Linked DNA regions of Mus musculus: region 2 is linked to region 1. Evidence: chromatin contacts called from public Micro-C data. All regions are on one chromosome and are shown on one strand. Each heading gives the region's core, a stretch centred on a gene start, on an enhancer-like site or on the middle of the called end of the contact. The rest is flanking DNA. Distances are from core to core; before and after follow the strand shown.

Evidence for each region. A called contact is a pair of places that touch in the nucleus more often than the background predicts.
Region 2: a Micro-C map of the G1E-ER4 cell line shows a contact between it and region 1. The contact joins two enhancer-like sites. A contact is called at or near these places in 1 of 39 promoter capture datasets (hippocampal neurons), 1 of 484 Hi-C or Micro-C datasets (the G1E-ER4 cell line) and 1 of 115 datasets of contacts at active chromatin or transcription factors (pancreatic cancer cells).

Annotation. Positions count from the first base shown.
Region 1 is chr10:120,166,651-120,172,169 of GRCm38.p6, reverse strand. It overlaps Irak3 (interleukin-1 receptor-associated kinase 3), which reads left to right. Exons shown (of 12, transcript NM_028679.4): 6 at 1,788-1,852. Among named protein-coding and RNA genes, the nearest start is that of Gm34545, 5.1 kb to the left of the region's middle. Within about 2 kb of position 3,284, at least 31 of the 459 cell types and tissues checked have an H3K27ac peak or open chromatin away from gene starts, as enhancers often do. A contact at or near this core is called in the G1E-ER4 cell line, where this site is marked.
Region 2 is chr10:120,772,119-120,777,637 of GRCm38.p6, reverse strand. It overlaps 4921513I03Rik (RIKEN cDNA 4921513I03 gene), which reads right to left. Exons shown (of 3, transcript NR_038000.1): 3 at 1-3. Among named protein-coding and RNA genes, the nearest start is that of 4921513I03Rik, 9.1 kb to the right of the region's middle. Within about 2 kb of position 2,062, at least 24 of the 459 cell types and tissues checked have an H3K27ac peak or open chromatin away from gene starts, as enhancers often do. A contact at or near this core is called in the G1E-ER4 cell line, where this site is marked.

The DNA.
Region 1 (5,519 bases), core at 2,035-4,534:
CAACTCTTATAAGAACAACATTTAATTAGGGCTGGCTCACAGGTTCAGAGGTTCAGTCCATTATCATCAAGCAGGGCAGCATCCAGGCAGGCATGGTGCAGGAGGAGCTGAGGGTTCTACATCTTGTCCTGGAGGCAAACAGGAGAAAACTCTTCCAGGCAGCTAGGACAAGGGTATTAAAGCCTATGCCCACAGTGACACAACCGCTCCCTCTTCTCTCTTCTCCTTCCCTCCCCTCTCCTCCCCTCTCCTCTCTCCTTCCCTCCCCTTCCTGTCTGTCCTCTCCCCTCCCTTTCCTTTTCTCCCCTTCTTTTCTTTCCTTTTTCTCCACTCCATTTTACCCCCAACTCAAGATGATGCAAATTTCGGAAAACCCCTTAATGAAGTAACCGAATACTTCTCTAAAGGAATGCAATTTGAAACACTGGGACAATGCCTTTATTCCCATTTCTCAAATAGCCGAGGTGGGGAATGCCAATGTGCTTCACTCACCTGGACATCATCTTCCAGCTGCTGCTCTGGGTGGGGCAGGTCTGAACAGCAGCCCAGCAGGAGGCTCAGTGCTGCTCTGCAGTTCAAGCCACCCAGAGGAAGGCTTTCCATTCGTAAACCACTTTCAAGTACAAGGTTTGCAGAGACACAAACAGGAGCCTCTTTCTTTACCAGATTTAAAACAAAACACTGGACAAACTGTGAGTGACAAAGGATTAGAGACAGCCAGTGCAAGGGAGGGAGGGGCCTCTTCTTCCCGGAGAGAGACTTTGCAAGACAAAGGCGGCGAAGAAATAGTTCTGGGAAATGATTAGTGAGCTAGGCTTTTTATTTTTAATTCAACCTGGACAGCGGTGCCCAGAATTCTCCTTGGGTTTCAATGAGCGCTAAACCCTTCATTTTCTAACACATTGTAAATGAGGACCTTATAACTAGGTCCTCGTAGCATCTTAATTTAACAGTTTAATGGTGAACAAGGAACTTGAGATCCAAGATCATGCAGTGATACAACATTGAACGCACCTAGGATGTGTCCTCTACTGCGAAGTTCTCAGTATAACCTTGTTGAGGTTATTAATTTATTCAATATCTGTGTGCCTAGATCTAGGCTAGATTATTATTATTATTATTATTATTAGTAGTAGTAGTAGTAGTAGTAGTAGCAGTAATTATTATTATACAGGGTCTTACTGTGTGTGTAGACCCAGGCAGTCCTCAAACTCACAGAAACATACCTGCCTCCTGAACGGTGAGATTAAAGCCCCATGCCATTTGTCTAGATTTGAATCTTTATAGTAGGAAGTTACAACTTCCTTGCATAGTAGGCACACATCTTTTCAGAATTAATGCAAAAACCAATTCGAATGGATGTGTGTGCAAATGAGCCGACTCTTGAGTGCTAAGATGGTGGTAGTTTTTGCAGAACACGGGTAGAATAACATTTTTTTCCTGTGAGATCAGTGAATAGTTTCTATGGATGTGGTATTTTCTGTGAATGCACAATATTTTTGAATTTCCGTCAATGTGAAACTGGTGAGTTTGAATATGGCAATCACAATGTGGCAAATTTCAGGGGAACGTTCTACTGAAGAGTAATGGTTGTAAGTCTTGTTTAGGAGTTTAAAACATTTTTGAAAATCCGATGAATGCTAAGGATTCCTGGGGGCTGGGATGGGGTTACAGGGGTGGGGCTCAACTCTACATCAAAAAAGGGAAACTCGTCCTAGACAAAGATTCCCAGAAGTAGAGAGCCATCTCTTACATTGTTTCCTTTTTCTTTCTTCTGTGACATTTAGGAGAAAAAAATGCAACTAAAGAAGCACTGGAAGAGATTTTTATCAGAACTGGAAGTTCTACTCCTGTGAGTGTACTTGGTTCATCTTGGGGTCTTAGAGCACAGGAATTGGCATGGCTAGCATTTAATTAGCGTGGGTTGGATGTTAGAACATTAAATACAGTTTTGACATCTGCTTTGGTGTTCTCCTTAAAGTGCATTTTAAAATGTATTTTGGGATGGAACAGAATCCGTGATATACTTGGACATATTGAAACAAGAAAATGTCACAAGAAGTTAGGTGAAATCCTGTGTGACTAACATGGCCGAATGGTAATTCTTAGCATCAGAACACTTCCCCTCCCTCAGAGAAGTCTCAGTTGAGACAGCGGTTTCATCGGAGTGGTTCTCTTCAGAAAGTTTTAGACAAAGAAATCCAAGGCTTTTGATGTGCATATGATTTTCCTGGGAATTCATTCATGGTCTGGGAGTCCTGGGAGACAAATTTAGATGGCTTCAGTTTTATATAAATTCATAAGTACAGCTGTGCAGCCTCCCTCACGGAGGGACTCTAACCCTGTGAAGTTCATCGCCCTTCACAAAGGAATTCTTTTTCCTAGTGCTTTTGATATGTGATGTACGGGTGGAGAGGGAAGTAGGGAGAGCAGACATTATACAGTATCCAGTCCCTTTCATAGCCAGTACCAGAGACTAGAATATTAGACACTAATATTAATAGCTAATCAAACTCTCAATCCAGAAATTGTAGTAATAGATTTTTTTTTTGCATTCAAGTTTTACTTGTTTATGAAGGTAAGATTCAGACATTTCAAAATCTGAGATGCCCAAAAGGGTAAACTTAGAGGAGTGTTTTCCCTCACTACCTAGCTGATTTTTTTCCAAAGGCAACCTTATTGCCAGCTTTTAAAAACATATTCTTGGAGGTGTGCTATGAGTGTGCAAGAACATTTGGGCGCAGCTACTCATACACCCTGAACCGGTGCACCGGTGCGCCTTATATTCCGGGATCTTTGACACAGAGTGGTGCAGAGGAAGCTCCGTCCCCCCTCACCCCCCCCCCCAGCCAGTTGAGCTCGATTAGCCCTGGAAATCAAAGGAGAGACAGCTGTCCCAGCTAGATCACCCTCACACCCACGGTTTGGTTTCTTAGTTTCCTCCTTTCTCAGTTTTCTCCTTTGCAGCAACAGGTAGCACACTGTTTGCCTTGCTGTTCTGTGTGTCGCTGACCTGCCTTCTATTGAGAGGCTTAAATAATCTTTCTTGACTCAAGAATGCAGTAACACCCGTGCTATCTTAAAAGAAAGAAAAAAAAAATCATTGCCAAGGCCAGCGTTGAAGACATTTTAGGACCTTAAGGCGTCAGATCTTTTGTTTACGTTTGTGATGTGTCAATCAAGTTAATTTTTACATGTGGTGAGAAACAAATCCTCTTTCCCTTCATCTTTCCATACTATCAGTCACTGAAGAGATGTTTCTTTCCTCTTGTGTATTTCTTACCTCCTAGTCACGGTTTTAGTTGAGGGTGTACTTAGGGCTTGGTTGTTTCTGAACCCTCTGTTCTGAGGCACTGACCTGGAAGGGCTGCTTTCTGCCAATGCCCACCGATTTGATTACTACAGCCTTTCGATGTTGCTTTGAGAAAGGGTTCTGCTCGCTCACCTTCTGCTCGTTCTGTAATTGTGTCAACTGTACATGTGTACATAAGAAGAGTATATTTGTGTTTGCAGGAAGTTCACTATAAAAGAAGCAAATAATAGACCTTTACAAGTAGAACATTCCTTACAGCTTCATCGATTTTAATGTTCTCAAACATGTCCAAAACACAGTAGGCATTCAGAATATTAAACTGAATTTGAAAAACACAACATAAACCCCATTTGTCTCCATTTAAGGACCAGGCCTAATTTTGAAAAGAAAGCCCTAAGGCACCAGCTCCAGGAACAGACCATAAATAAGATCATAAAACTCTCTCCCAAAGAACAGCCTGGGGATAACCACAGAAATGGAGAAATAGCTTATCTCAGAATGGGCCCTCTGTGCTCAGCAGCCTTATCTCATTCTACAGTTGCACACTCATAACACAGGAATGCAGACTGCTGACCACCTGTGACCCTCTAGAACCCACCAATGAAATTTTAGATTACCCAATCCTTCTAGAGAGTTCACCCCATTCTCTACAAGAAGGCCTGTGCACCTCTGTCTGGGGTCCCCATTTCAAAGAATAGTTGTTTCTGCAGAATAAATGCTCTTTGTTTTTGCATAGTGTCTGGGTCTGGGGGTCTTCAGCGATTTTTACAAACTCACAGTATTGGGAAATTCACATTTTGTGGCTGTGACAAGACACATGATTAAAAAACAACAAAACAAAACAAAACAAAACAAAACAAAAAACAACGACTTAAGAGGCTGAAGGTTTGTTTTCGCTTGTGGTTTGAGAGGACAGCGCATCATGGCAAGAAGTCACTGTGGTGGGATTGCAAGGTAACTGGTCTCATTGAGTCCAGTCTGGAAGCACAGAGAGATGGACTCTTGGGCTCAGCTTGCCCTGTGCTTTCGATTCCTTTCGGGACCATCAGTCCATCAGACGGTGCTGACCGAAAGCTGTGCTTTTCTGAAGCTACAGTGAAGAGTGACGATTAGGGGATTCTAGCCAGCAAACAGCTCCGGCAGGCCTTGCCCTGTTCCCCTATTCCCTCCGTCTTGCTAAAAACCATTATGTTCGGTTCCTGAGGCTAGCCATCATGGCCTAGTTCCTTATTTGCCCACTTTCTCCTCTAAGGCTAACTACCAAGGTCCAGCTATCAAAAGCTCCCTTGGGCTGCCCTAATTAGCCTGTCCAATCAAAATTAAATGCCTCAGCCTAACATGAGGTTTCTCCTTTTGCCCTTATAAACTGCCATTTACCTTTGGGCCACAGTCTATCCTCTGTCTATTCAGGGGCAGTCCTTCCCACCCCCACCCCCCAGACAAATACCCCTGTTCCCTCTCCCTGTTTCCTTCCCCTTCTCCCTCGTCCTCTATCTCCTGTCTTTGTCTCTTATTCCCTGCCTTCTGTCCCTTTGGGAAAAATAAATTTCCTTTGTTCTGAGAACTTGGTCTTGGGGCTTCTTGTCCCTTCCACTATCATGCCTGGACTATACTGACCTTCATATAACAATGACATCTAAGGAGTAGAATTTATTTGGGCTAGATGGTTAATAACTGATTAGGACAGGAGCCTAAGATATATATAGATATGTGTGTGTGTATATATATATATATATATATATATATATATATATATATATATATATATATATAGTACACTAGAAATCTGAAATCTAAAATCAGTGTCATATTTTTATAGATGAAGACGCTATTATGTGGATTGTAGATAGTAATCCAAGCTTTGTAAAGGCATAATTGTCCCTTGCCTGTATGTAACTGGGCCTTAGCCCAGCACCCTATGTAGTAATGATCCAGCAATGGATGGATGAAGACAGTCTTCTCTAGTCCTGTGTTTTCGTGATTTTCCTTGCATTGCACACTTAATCAGATGGGTTTCCATTGCACAACCATTATTTGTGTAACAAATAAAGATGTGACACAGTTTCATATCAATAAGTGAATATTGAATTGTGGCTTTTATATGAATGTTTGGTATGACATTTTCAGTATCCCAAGGCTCAAGAAACCGATGCTTCCTTAAATTTTCTGCCTTGTATTTTAATATATATATTGATTTACATGCTGA
Region 2 (5,519 bases), core at 813-3,312, 610 kb before region 1:
GCCCTGTGTGAGACAGACATAAATGAATGCAGTAGCAACCCTTCCCAGTGGACTTCTTGAATACTTCTAATTCTGAATACAAGTAAGGCACACCTGAACTTGAATGGAAAAGGAGGAAGAGTACAGGTGACACTGGAAATGCATATAACAAAAACATCCAGTTTCTGGGAACGCTGGCCCTGCAATCTTTCCTGGTGACAGACAGGGGATGAGTATCCTTCTCAGGGTCACTAAGCCAAACACTCTGCCACGAGGGAGTATATAAGTGTGGGCCATACAAGGGTCTACCCCAGGAACAGCGGACTAAAGAGAATTGTTTCTGTTTGATTACAATTCATAGCAGATTGATACTTGCAAAGGCATTCATGTTTGGGGTTCTGCCCCCCCCCCTACTTCTTAACACTCTAGCCTGTGATACTGGTCAGGCATCTGGTGTTTGTTAGATGTCTGGGGAGCATCTCCCAGCATTCGAACGATTGCAGGGAGGGAAGGCGGTGGGGCACAAACTGGCCTCATCCGCTTTACAGCTTCATTACCAAGCTCCTCACATACCTGTGCACATCTGGAATGAATCTCCAGGTAAACCTCTTGGGCTCTTTCTCTAAAGAGTAACTGTAATTATTAGGGCTCTACCCAAATTCAGCTTAGACTAGGTATGTGGCTGAACTTCAGCCAAAATCCTGTGCCTCACTAAAAGAGATTTTCTTTTTTTTAACATCCAATTACATAGGAGGGGTCTTTCCCCTACACATAGGCAGTGGGGTTCCTGATTCTCTTTGCCCAAGGCTTCTATTTATGCCCCAAGGAAAAAGACAAAAGACTCTAGGGAAGAAATAGAGATAGTCTGGAGTTACCACAAGGTTTCCTGGTACCAATCTCAGAGTTTTAATACAGATCACATGACATATGAACATTTTACAAAAGCTAGGTCCTTTCCCCTCTAAGCACTACCCTAAACTTTACATTAGCAGCAAGAGCAAAGCAAAGCAAGAAAAAAGAAAGAAAGAAAGAAAGAAAGAAAGAAAGAAAGAGAAAAAGAAAAAGAAAAAGAAAAAGAAAGAGAAAAAGAAAAAGAAGAAAAAGGAAAAGAAGAAAAAGAAAAAGAATCTGTGAAGAAATCAACAGCTGCCCACTTCCTGATTATTCCCTTTATATGGGCCAGAGTCTATCCACTCAACATAACACTTGTGTCTGGGAACCAGTCAATGGTGGGTGCAATGAGGCAGACTAAGACTTCACGCATGCAGCTGTTTGAGCAAACAGACATGCAGCTAACTGCACATCACCCCAGTGTGACACATGAAGCTGAGAAGAAGTGTGAATACAAGAGAGCTCAACTGGAAGAAGGATGAATGGAGCAGAGTGGTGGACGAAGGATTCCACTTAGAGATGGAGCAGATGTGGAGTTCTTCAAAATGATGCAGAAACCAAGATGGTCCAGGAAAGTTTTAGAGATTTGTGTGGTCCTTATCTTTTTCAAATGGATGGGTTATTCTGAGTTTTCCAAATCTATGTATGCTACGTTCCCATAGGCATTTTTGCTTCTCTTTACAGCATCCATTTTCAGAGGGGAATACATTGTCATTTCTTTACTTATTTATTTATTTATTTATTTATTTGTTTGTTTGTCTCTTCCACTTTTCTCCTTTCAGACAGTCTGGCCTCAGGCTTACTATGTACCCAGGGTGACACTGAACTCTGGTTCCTCCTGCTTCGTGGTCCCTGTGCTGTGTTTATGAGCCTGCCGTGCCACACTCAGTTTGCCGGGGATTGAACCCAAGGTTGCAAGCATGCTAGGCAAACATGACGTTCTGAGCTTCCTCTCCAGTTCCTGCAATGTATTTGTTTACTTTAAAAACTAAGAGAGACCCAAGAGGAGGAGGAGGAGGAGGAGGAGGAGGAGGAGGAAGAGACCTTAGGGAGTCTTGAATAGTGCCTTTGCTTTTTTGTGAGCCCACATAGCTAAGGTCAGAGTCAGCCTCTGCAGGTGGTTCACGTTGGTTCTTACCCTGTGCTGTCTGCTCTTGAGTTTGTCTGATCTGCACCCGCAGCTGTTGTGTGAGCTCCTCTTCCAGGCTCCTCCCTTCCTCTCGACACCAAAGGAAGTGAGGCAAACACATTGTAGCAAAGATAAGGAGGTGAGGCAAACACATTGTAGCAAAGATAAGAAGGTGAGGCAAACACACTGTAACAGGGATTGGGTCTTTTGGTGGTTTCTCGTTAGCCTCATAGTGTTTCATTCCATTTTACTTCTGCTTCTATAGTTAAATAATTTCAAATGTTCTACATCTTTGAGCTTCATTGAGTCTATTGTTGAGACTATGGTTGACATTTTTGTTGCTTTGTATTTTGTTTCAATAAATTGATCCAGAATTCTTAGTGTTATCTCTAGAATGTCCATGCATTGCTTAACAGATTTCATTTAATTGGTTTATAAGGATTTATTTGTCTTATGTATATAAGCACACTGTCGCTGTCTTCAGAAGAGGGCATTGGATCCCATTATAGATGGTTGTGAGCTACCATGTGGTTGCTGGGAATTGAGCTCAGGACCTCTGCAAAGAGCAGTCAGTGCTCTTAACTGCTGAGCCATCTCTTCAGTCCCCCTTTTAATGTTTTTTAATCTGTGTATTCTAGGAGCTTTCTGAACTTCTTTAGGACATTATCCTGAATTCTGTGTAATTTCAAACATCTCTCTTTCCTTTGGAGCCACTGCTAGAACTTTGTTAGGGTTTTGTGGAGTTGCCATGATGATCCAAGCCTTTATAATCCCCCATCCTTACCCTGATGCCAGTAGAAAAAGGGGATTTTGGTTTTGTGGGTGTCTTTTGAATAGAAGAGAGCCACCATTAACCTAGACCGATTCTGGATGGGCCAGCTTATGGCAGCCCTGGGCAGGTGTGTGGGTGGTTTGCTCCTTATGATTTGGATTTAGAGGGGCAGCTGGCTAGATTCAGCTTTCTCGAAAGACCACTGACCAAGCTCCACAAGCAAGCTGAACTGCCCAGTGAGCTTAGATGTCTCACCTCATTTCATCAAGCTAAGGAACTAGTATATTCCATGGCCAACCAGTACCACTATTTTAGTTCAACAAGTAGAGTTGTGGAAGATGAAGGGCCGGTGAAATCATGAGGATCAACAACAGCAGCATTTTCGTTCACAAGAAATGCACAACTGAGGTTTAATTGCTGGAGAGGTAACGCCTCAGTGTGAGTGTGAGGTCATATGATACATACTATTCATCTTCTAGGAATGATACAGGCAGTCTCTTCTCTCTGAGAGAATCAGCTTCGGCAGTCATGATCTCCCTCCCTGGTCAGGATCTAGCAGCAGGAAAATAAATGTCAGATCTGTGTTATAAACTCCCAGATAAGGCACAGGGACCTATTGCTCTTTGCCAGAATTAGCTGCGGAGGTTATGTGCTAGGATCACAGGCCTTTGCCATGACACCAGGCTTCATGTTACCATTCACCCATAATTCCTGTGCCTTGGCAGGCCCTGCTTAAGTGTCGCCATGAACAATTAAGCCAACAGGACTTTTATAAAAGGGAGTTTATTTGGGACGGGGAGGAGAGGGTAGAGGCAGAGGAGGGAGAGAGACAGAGAAGGACAGGGAGAGAGGGGAAGAGAGGAAGAGGACAGCTGAGAACACGTGGAAGGACATGTGGGGAAGAGAGTGTGTAGGAGAGGGAGGGAGGGAGGGAGAGAGAGAGAGAGAGAGAGAGAGAGAGAGAGAGAGAGAGAGAGAGAGCAAGCAAGCTGTATAGTCCTTCAACAGAGCCAGGCTCATACCTAGCTGTTGCTAGGTAACGGTTGGGTGGAGCCTAGAAGAAACTAACAGTTCCTTCTAAAGGCTCTAGAATTGTTCTTTCTTTCCTTCTTTCTTTCTTTCTTTCTTTCTTTCTTTCTTTCTTTCTTTTCTTTTCTTTTCTTTTCTTTCTTTCTTTCTTCTTTCGAGACAGGGTTTCTCTGTGTAGCCCTAGCTGTCCTGGAACTCACTCTGTAGACCAGGCTGGCCTTGAACTCAGAAATCTGCCTGACTCTGCCTCTGAAGTGCTGGGATTAAAGGCATGCATCACCACTGCCCGGCTTAAGGCTCTAGAATTGAGCCTTAGGGTTTTTTTTTTATTATGTCCCTTCGATTCTTTGCACATGCGTTCACTCTTTGTGTTGTTTGTTGAGGTTACACATGCCTTCCAAGATAGACTCTGTGGATTTCTGTTTGTTGCTCTTTTTATTTCACCATAAGTCTTGAAAGGAGAAAGAGGTGAAAAGAGAATTCTTCTGCCATCTTCAAACTCATATTTTAGTTTAAAAGCCTGAAAATTGCTTACAGAGTCTGAAAAATTTCAACCTCTAAGTGGTTTACGCTCTCCAACAGTGGCCTCTTCCACTCTGGGGTCCATTGTGTTGAGACTGGAGTGTTCAAATACAAGATCATCTTTGGTTTAGTTGAATTTGTAGACGTTTGGACCAGTGCTCTATGCTAGACACCTCTCTCCTAGGTAGGGTTTTCATTGCTGTGATGAAACACCACAATCAAGCACCTTGGGGAGGAGGAAAGGGTTTAGTTGGCTTCAGTGGAAGCCAAGTTACTGTCCATCATTCAAGAAAGTCAGGACAGGGACTCAAACAGGGTGGGAACCTGGAGGCAGAAGCTGATGCAGAGGCCATGGAGGGGTGATGCTTACTGGCTTGCTCAGCCTGATTTCTTACAAAACCCAGGAACCAGCTCTGGGATGGCACCACCCCAATGGCCTGGGCCCTCCAACATCAATCACTGGTTTAAAAAAATGATTTACAGCCTGATCTTATGGAGGCGTTTTCTCAATTGAGGTTCCTCCTCTCTGACAACTCTAGTTTGTGGCAAGTTGACATAAAACTAGCCAGAACCACCTCTAACTAGCCCATGGAAACAGCGTTCAGAAGAGAACCAGAACAGATGTCTCTCACAGGAACTATTCTAAGGTTACTGTGGTACCCTCTGGTATTTTGTCCTTTCCTATCCCCAAAGAAAGATGTGAGTGAACACTTTTACACTCATTCAAAGGGAGGTTTTTCCAGTCCTGGTCTCTTCAGAATTTTACATCACTTCAGTTTTCTTTCACCCTTGAATTCACTTTGGCTACTCATACTAATACTGTCCTACTGCGTGTAAGGGATTGGCGCCTTGTTATTATTATTTCATTTGGATGTTGCAAAGGGTTTTGACGTCTTTTGGACACTTGAAAGAGAGAAATACTCTTAATTTCCCTTATAGATGAATGCTATTATTAAAAGTATAAAACTCTTTGCCTCCTGGATCAGGAGCCTGGAAACAGGAGAACCAAACAAGCATCATTTGATGTTTCTCTAAGTGCAGAAAGTGTAGCTCTTCTCGTTGGTAGAATTATTTCAACACATGCGACTTTCTCTAAGTTCTTAAATTTCTGAGGGAAACTGCCAGTTTTATGTGAGGTAGGGTACAAAGTTTTATAAGTGAAATGTTCCAAAGCAGTGTTAAAAAAAAAAAAAACCC